Regions from separate parts of the Mus musculus genome. Here region 1 is linked to region 2. Evidence: chromatin contacts called from public HiChIP or PLAC-seq data. All regions are on one chromosome and are shown on one strand. The core of a region is the stretch at or near the end of the contact, and the rest is flanking DNA. Distances in the headings are between cores, read along the strand shown. Region 1 overlaps Gm13067 (a long non-coding RNA gene). Region 2 holds the start of Tmem201 (transmembrane protein 201).

Region 1 (3,399 bases), core at 695-3,194, 310 kb before region 2:
CAGGCATGGGGTGGGGAAGGGGAATGGCAGTATGTGTCCTGTGGGTGCTGCTAGATGATCACCTAGTGCTCCATAGCTGGATATCAGGGGGCTTAGAGGCCACTCAGGATGAATCCCTCCTTCATGTTTTGCTAATAAATGGAAACGTTCAAATTGCCTCCTTAATATTTAAAATACCATCCAAAAGAATGGAGGGATCTTGGCTTTGTTGAGGCTCGTTAAGGGAAGACTAATTCCTCCCAGTTGAAAGAACAGAATGTAAATTCCACCTCTGGCCAGGAGTGGAGATCTGACATCCTAAGCTACCCCCAAACATCACATACTATCTTCTCCTCCTTTTAAGCTTTAATCCAGTGGGGCCTGCCAATCACCCAGCCAGAAGTCTACCCCTGCCCCTCCCACATCCAGGAAACTGGATTCTCCTGAAGACAGGCCAAGAAGAAAGAGAAATAATTATCCCCTTGATGAAAGGATGCCCTCGTCCTTCCTGGAAACACCTCCCTCCAAGCAGCCAGAGAGAGCGAGCGAGCTTCCTCCATCTCACAAGGCTTCTGAGCATGGATGGCCCTGCAGGCTCTGCCTGCTCTGCTTTCTGAGTCCCAACTCACACCTCCTCTTTCTTGGTCACCTTTTCTCTTGGTTACTGACTGCGGCTCAAGCCTGCTTTCTGGCACCCTGGGCCTTCTTGCACTCTTTCTCTGAAATCTTCCACCCCTGCCACACAGCTGCTTGCCCACCTCCATTGCAAAAGGCATGGCTTTCTCTTCTTCTCTCCCGTGTCCTCTTCCCAGGGCCCTCGGCAACACGTGCTGCTTGCCTGACACGTTGTTTTCTCTCACATCCTAATAAACTTGTCCTTGAGCTGCCTTGGGGGGGGGGGGGGGGGGACGGGACGGGACTCGGACGGACCTGGGTTGGCCCCTGCTACACGGAGTACAATAAAGCTTTCAGGCTAGGCAGAGCCCCTGCCAGCAGGGGCACTCTCACCCACCCCGGGGGAAACCCCTCTGCTTCAACGTTAGAATAGGAATCTATGTGCAGGAGGCTGAGGCGGGAAATGCCTTGAGCTCAAGACTAGCTTGGGCTACACACTACATTGTCACACACACACACACACACACACACACACACACACACACACACACTTTCAGAACACAGCTTTAGTGACCCAAGCACTTTTTTTTCCTGCCTAATAAATTTCTCAGTACAAGTCTGGGTGGCAGGGTCAGTGCCCCCATTTATGGGTGGGAAAGAGGACCTGGGAGTCGTCAGCTTTAGCCCAACTCCCAGATTGGTGAGCACAGCCCAAAGGCGTCAGAGCCTTCTTCACGCCCAACAAAGATCAAAGAAGAAAAAAATCGGCCCAAGCAAAACTCCCCCAAAGGAACCCTTTCTCTCCAGAGATGATGATATCAAAGGACATTTTGTTACTTCTTGGAAATTCTTCGCCTTCCCAGGGCTGCACAACCCAGCAGTTCTCTGTAATTACCACTCAAGTACTCGGCCTAGTTCCCGACTCCTTCGCACACTTTCCCACAGACAAGCACACCGGCTCAGTGTTTACCTGGGCTCCACGGCGAGCAGGTGCGCAGACCCCGGGCCCCAGTAGCCCCCGGCCGTGGCTTCCAGGTTCTGGCAACGTCTCCCAAAGCCCCCAATCTGTGCAGTTACCGAGGGGAGCAGCCCTTCTCTGAACAAGTCCAGGCAAGCCCAGGCACAGCCCCTGCTCGATCCTCCTCCAGGCTGCCGGGATGGAAGCCGCGTCTTTCCAGCCAGGCTTCGCCGGAGTTGGAATCGCTTTAAATGGTCGGTATGGCCACATCTCTGTCACCTGGGAAGAAAAAGTGGGTCAAGGTGGGCGAAAGGCCGGGCGCGTGAGGGCGGTGCCAGCGAGCACTGCGGACGCCCGGGTCACGCTGGTCTATGCGTTGGCCAGGCGGGGAATAGGGAGGGGTAGGGGGAGGTGGCCGGACACCGTAAGGGCACCGAGCAGCCAGGCCGGGGTCCTATCGCGCAGGTTGCAGACATTGGGTCCCGCACCTCCGCCTCTGCTCTGCCCGGGTCCGCTCTTCCCCCAGCGAGAGCTCAGAGTTTGCGCAGCGTCCCTTGTCTCGCTCGCTGCCTAGTTTCAGGGCGCACCACCCTAAGGCTGATGCATGCACCCCGGGCCATCGCGATTCTTCCGGGTACCCCCTCGCCTCTCCGCAATGAGACCGAAACCTGAGTGGGCCTATAACAAGCAAATAGAAACCACAGGGACACGCAACACGCTACTCAGCCCGCAGGATAGCGCCCTAGGGAGAGGTCAGAAAAGTTCCACGTCCAGATCACTTAAATATGGAAGCGTCTTCTCTGAGCCATTGCCACCTCAGAGTGTTTCGGGTGTCCCTCGTAGCCCCAGGTTTTCATGCCAGGAACAAGCACCCTGCCGTGGCCCTGTGTCCTTTCTCCAACTCACCGTGTCTCCAAGTTGTGGCGCTGCGGGATTTTGTGTCGACCCAGCTCCGTAGGTCTTAAAACTCGGTGAGCCGGTCCCAGGAGTGAGGGAGACTTGCTGGGCGCATGGCGCTCTTGAGCCGGGAGCGCAGGGCAAGAGACCTCGAGTGGGGCAGGGCTTTTGTACAAACTTAGACTGAAGTACCGAGCAGAGAGCTGCAGGGAGGAGCCTGGGCAGCGAGCCAGGCACGCGCCTCCCATTTCTCACGCTTTCTTCTCTATCCAGGGCAGCCGGCACAGGACCCCCTTGTGGGTTAGTAGAGAGGCTCGGTGTGCACAGCCCTGAAGACCACCTTGCCCTGTGGGAAAGGGGACTCCACCTATGATTATGTCCCCTGCTAGTATGGATCTCCGGCTCAGCCAGGATGCTCCAGAGACAAACTGCCCTCGGCTCCATTGTGACACAGGCTCTATGTCTCCGTCCTGGGTGGTTAGTTATATGTCAGAAATCCCTTCATCAGCTGCAAACTCACACCCGTGCACGTCATCTCCAGTCCTCCACGCGCTTGGAATTCACACTTCAGCAGGGTCCCCGTGAGAGTGAGCGCCAAGCACAGCCGTGAGACTGAAGCGGTCCTGGGTCACCAGAGCAAAATTCTCTGCATCAAGAGGGAGAGACTCGATTCCTCCAACACGGAAGGGAAAGGGAGTTCTTCTGAGGAAGAGAGAGGCAAACACTGGCCCAGCATGCAAGGACCCTTGGGCAGTGGCCTCACCTCCCCGTTTTGCAGAAGGAAATGTCTGGGCATGAGCCTGTGCATTCTCTTTCCCCAGACTTGTAGTATCTGGGAGGTCTCAAGAGACCTAGAGTGAGCCCATGGCAGGCACAGATGAACAGCTCTACCAGGCAGGCCCAGCCATTGCAAGGTGGGTAGGAATTCCACACCATCACTCTCACTGCAA
Region 2 (3,584 bases), core at 354-2,853:
TCCGATCCAGAAAGTGAATGATGTGTGGGCGTGGCCATGCATTGTGTGAGCCAGTGCACTCTAGGCACACTCAGAGCTAATAGAAAGCAAAAGGAGGATGGGAAAGGTCTTGTCTCTGATGTACAAGCGACACCTTCCAGGCTTTTACATTGATTCCCTGCACACAACCTGCTCCTTCCTTCCTGACTGGTGACATGTGGACAGGTGAGCTGCCAACAAAAGCGAGAGATTATTACAGTGACCCTCAAGCCATCATTGCCCACAGAGAACTTGATCTTAAAGACACTCATAGGGGCTGATGAGATGGCTCAGCAGGTAAGAACACCCGACTGCTCTTCCTGAAGGTCCTGAGTTCAAATCCCAGCAACCACATGGTGGCTCACAACTATCCGTAATGAGATTTGATGCCCTCTTCTGGAGTGTCTGAAGACAGCTACAGTGTACTTACATATAATAAATAAATAAATCTTTAAAAAAAAAGAGACACTCATAAAATTGTGTGTGTGTGTGTTGGTGGGGTATTCTACAGAAACATAGTATGTAATTAGAGATAAACTTTTTTTAGATTTTTGTTTTTGTTTTGTTTTTGTTTTGTTTTTCAAAACACGGTTTTTCTGTGTATCAGAGTCCTGTCTGTCCTGGAACTTGCTCTGTAGACCAGGGTGGCCTTGAACTTACAGAGATCTGCCTTCCTCTGCCTCCCAAGTACTGAGATTAAAGGTGTGCACCACCATGCCCCATAATTTTTTGACCTTTTTTTTTTTAAAGAAATCAAAGGCTTGTGCCACAACATCTGCCCAACCTGGTATAAATATTTCTTGCTAGAGATGTTTTGTTTTATTTTGTTTTGTTTTAGGACAGGACCTACCTACTAGCCCATGGATTGCCTGATGACCTGGAACTCACTGTGTAGTCCAAGCTGACCTCAAATTTACAAAAATCCGCCTACCTCCACAGGGATTAAAGGCGTGCATCACCAAGCCTCAGTGAGTTTTTCTTGATCCCTAATTTAGCTCACGTAAATGCTGAAGCACGCCTGTAAGTGGCTCTTCCCTCCATCTCACTCCCCGAGGTAATCTATTTGAAGTGCACAGACTTCATCAAACTTGGCAACTATGAAAATCATCTACATTCGACTAAAGAAAAAAAAAAGGATAATCCCTTCAGGACCAATCCCCCCCCACACACACACACACCTTAGCCATTCACTCTAATGGCTGCATTATGTTCCGAAACATGCTATCCTGTGATTATTTAACCTCGTTTCCGTCTTTGGACGTTTGTGTTTGTGCAAGCTAATTTTCAACCACTGTGGCGTCTGAAGCGGCACAGACCGACTTTAGCCCAACGCCAGGAAAGCAGGACTAAGTGGAGAAAGCATTGGCAAGGATTAGCGTTAAGGTAGCAGCACTAGGACCTGCAAATGCATGCGTGCGCAGGCTGCAGGCGCAGGCGGGACTCCTTCCAGCTCTAGAGAGTGGCTTTGCAACTGTGGACGCTGGGGGGCGCGTCCGAGCCAGTGCCGAGGGCTTCCGTAGGCGCCCCGCCCACTCAGGCTCGCCCCGCGCCGCGATTGGCTGCGCGGCGGGAGCGCGCCGAGTCAAGGGGCGGGCTCGCGCCGGCTACAAAGCGGCGAAGGTCACGGCGCGAGCTGGAGCGCGCGGGCCGCTGGGAGTCTCTTTTGCGGCCCGCGCCCCTTGCCCACCGACTCGGCCCGGAAGCCATGGAGGGAGTGAGCGCGCTGCTGGCTAGCTGCCCCACCGCCGGCCTGGCGGGCGGCCTCGGGGTCACGGCGTGCGCTGCCGCCGGCGTGGTGCTCTACCGGATTGCGCGGAGGTGAGTGCGCGCCCCGCTGCACGCGGCCCGGGCCGCCGCCCCGCCCCCGCGAGGCCACGGCGGAGTCCTAGGGGCGGACCAGGCCTGCTCGCGAATGCGGGACGCATTCTCCGCCACCGCCTTTGCCCTCACCCCCTAAAAGCCTCGTCGGGGAGCAGCCGCCGACCGTGGCTGGGGGAGGGGGCTGCTGCTTGCTCCTCCCTTCGAGGCCCGTGCTCCTGGCTGGACTGCCCTGCTGGGCCTCTGCCGCCCATCGGTTAGGAGGATGAGAGCTGGCGCTTGATGGTCTGTATGCGATAGCAATAACATTCCTCGCGTAAGCTTTCCCCCGGAGAAGCCTTGGAGCTGAGTACTTAGAAGGCACGTGTGAGCAGTAGCAGCCTGAGGCAGGAGCCTGCGCTCCACACATTTAAGGAACTTGTCCACTCAGAGGTGTACGCTGTACTCCTTGGACACATGTCACGGATGGGCTTTGGGATCAATACCCTGGCCTGTCATGGCTCAGAGACCACGCAGACCCCAGTACTCCAAGCTTGCCGTGGTCAAACCCCAGAATGGAGTCGTTTCTCCAGCAGCGTGAAGGAATAGCTCACCTGATCACATTTCCCGAGGATAGGAACATACACGCATTCGTGGGAGCCTCTTTGGGACAGCCGGGGATGTGCAGTGCTCGGGACTTGACCCTAGTCGCTGGATGACAAGGAGCTATGGTTTGAACTGGCAATCAGGGTGATAGGTCGCCCTCCTTAACCCTGCATTTCTTCTGCAGGAGAGGGCAGGCAAAAGTTGTTAGAGGTAGGTGAGTCAGCGGCACCTAAGGAGGGGATGGATGTCAGCTGTGTTTGAAAGAGGGGGCCACATCCCGGGGGGCTGAGAGAGTGCCTGACTCTAGATCTCAACCCAAGCTTCCTGTCTTGTTCCCACCCAGTTTTTGGGAGTCAGAGGGACCGCTTAAGATCAGCCAACCCAAAGCAGTCCCTCGTTACCTGGGCCTAGGGGAGCCTGGGCAGTCTGTTCATGTGCCAAGCAGAGCTTGTCCCAAAAGCCAGGCATCTCCTGGCTGCCTCTGCCAGCTCAGGGCATTTGGCCAAAAGAGCAGAGTGGGACTTGTTGTGGCCAGGACTGGCTGCCTGTCACCCTTCCTGTCCTGCCAACGAATGCCTTGCCTCTGCTAGAGACAGGAATCTGAGTTCTTGGTGAGGTGTGTGTGGGACATGTATTTCTTTTTGTTGTTGTTTTTTTTGTTTGTTTGTTTGCTTGCTTGTTTTTTTCGAGACAGGGTTTCTCTGTGTAGCCCTGGCTGTCCTGGAACTCCCTCTGTAGACCAGGCTGGCCTCGAACTCAGAAATCCACCTCCTCTGCCTCCCAAGTGCTGGGATTAAAGGCGTGCACCACCACGCCCGGTGGGACGTGTTATTTCTTTCAGGAGCAGCCAAAAACCCCTTCATGCTTTTTTCATACTGACACCAGACTGTGAAGGTTTGGACCATGTTTGGACTACTGCTGCTGATTGGTCAGAGCACGGGGTCTCGGGTGACTGTCTTTATGAGGTCTGGGTTTCATGTGCAGGTGAATTGGCCTCTCACAGTTCTGAAGCAAGCCTCACTTAGCAAGAGGCTGCAGCTTTCTTTCCCCTTCCCTGGAGGGGAAGCTGTGGCAGGCAGGAATCAGCTGTGGTGAAGAATGGGGGTTGAATATGCCAGAGGAGGGCCTGCAGGAACTTGGTTTTGGAAAGCCTTTAGGGGAGT

The links. HiChIP or PLAC-seq counts read pairs in DNA pulled down with a chosen protein or histone mark.
Region 1: a contact with region 2 is called in an H3K4me3 HiChIP or PLAC-seq map of craniofacial prominence, with 3 times the contacts expected there. The contact joins the enhancer-like site here to the promoter of Tmem201 in region 2. A contact is called at or near these places in 3 of 39 promoter capture datasets (embryonic stem cells, frontonasal cranial neural crest and hippocampal neurons), 1 of 15 datasets of contacts at CTCF or cohesin (large pre-B cells), 1 of 484 Hi-C or Micro-C datasets (nephron progenitors), 12 of 115 datasets of contacts at active chromatin or transcription factors (craniofacial prominence, embryonic hindbrain, embryonic stem cells and 7 more) and 1 of 9 other capture datasets (embryonic stem cells).

What each region holds. Positions count from the first base shown.
Region 1 is chr4:150,047,431-150,050,829 of GRCm38.p6, reverse strand. Gm13067 (a long non-coding RNA gene) reads right to left here. Exons shown (of 7, transcript XR_390962.2): 6 at 1,565-3,151. Among named protein-coding and RNA genes, the nearest start is that of Mir34a, 19 kb to the left of the region's middle. Within about 2 kb of position 1,944, at least 185 of the 459 cell types and tissues checked have an H3K27ac peak or open chromatin away from gene starts, as enhancers often do. A contact at or near this core is called in craniofacial prominence, embryonic stem cells, extraembryonic endoderm stem cells and 3 more, where this site is marked.
Region 2 is chr4:149,736,087-149,739,670 of GRCm38.p6, reverse strand. Tmem201 (transmembrane protein 201) reads left to right here and starts at 1,603. Exons shown (of 11, transcript NM_001284270.1): 1 at 1,603-1,836. The coding sequence starts at 1,724.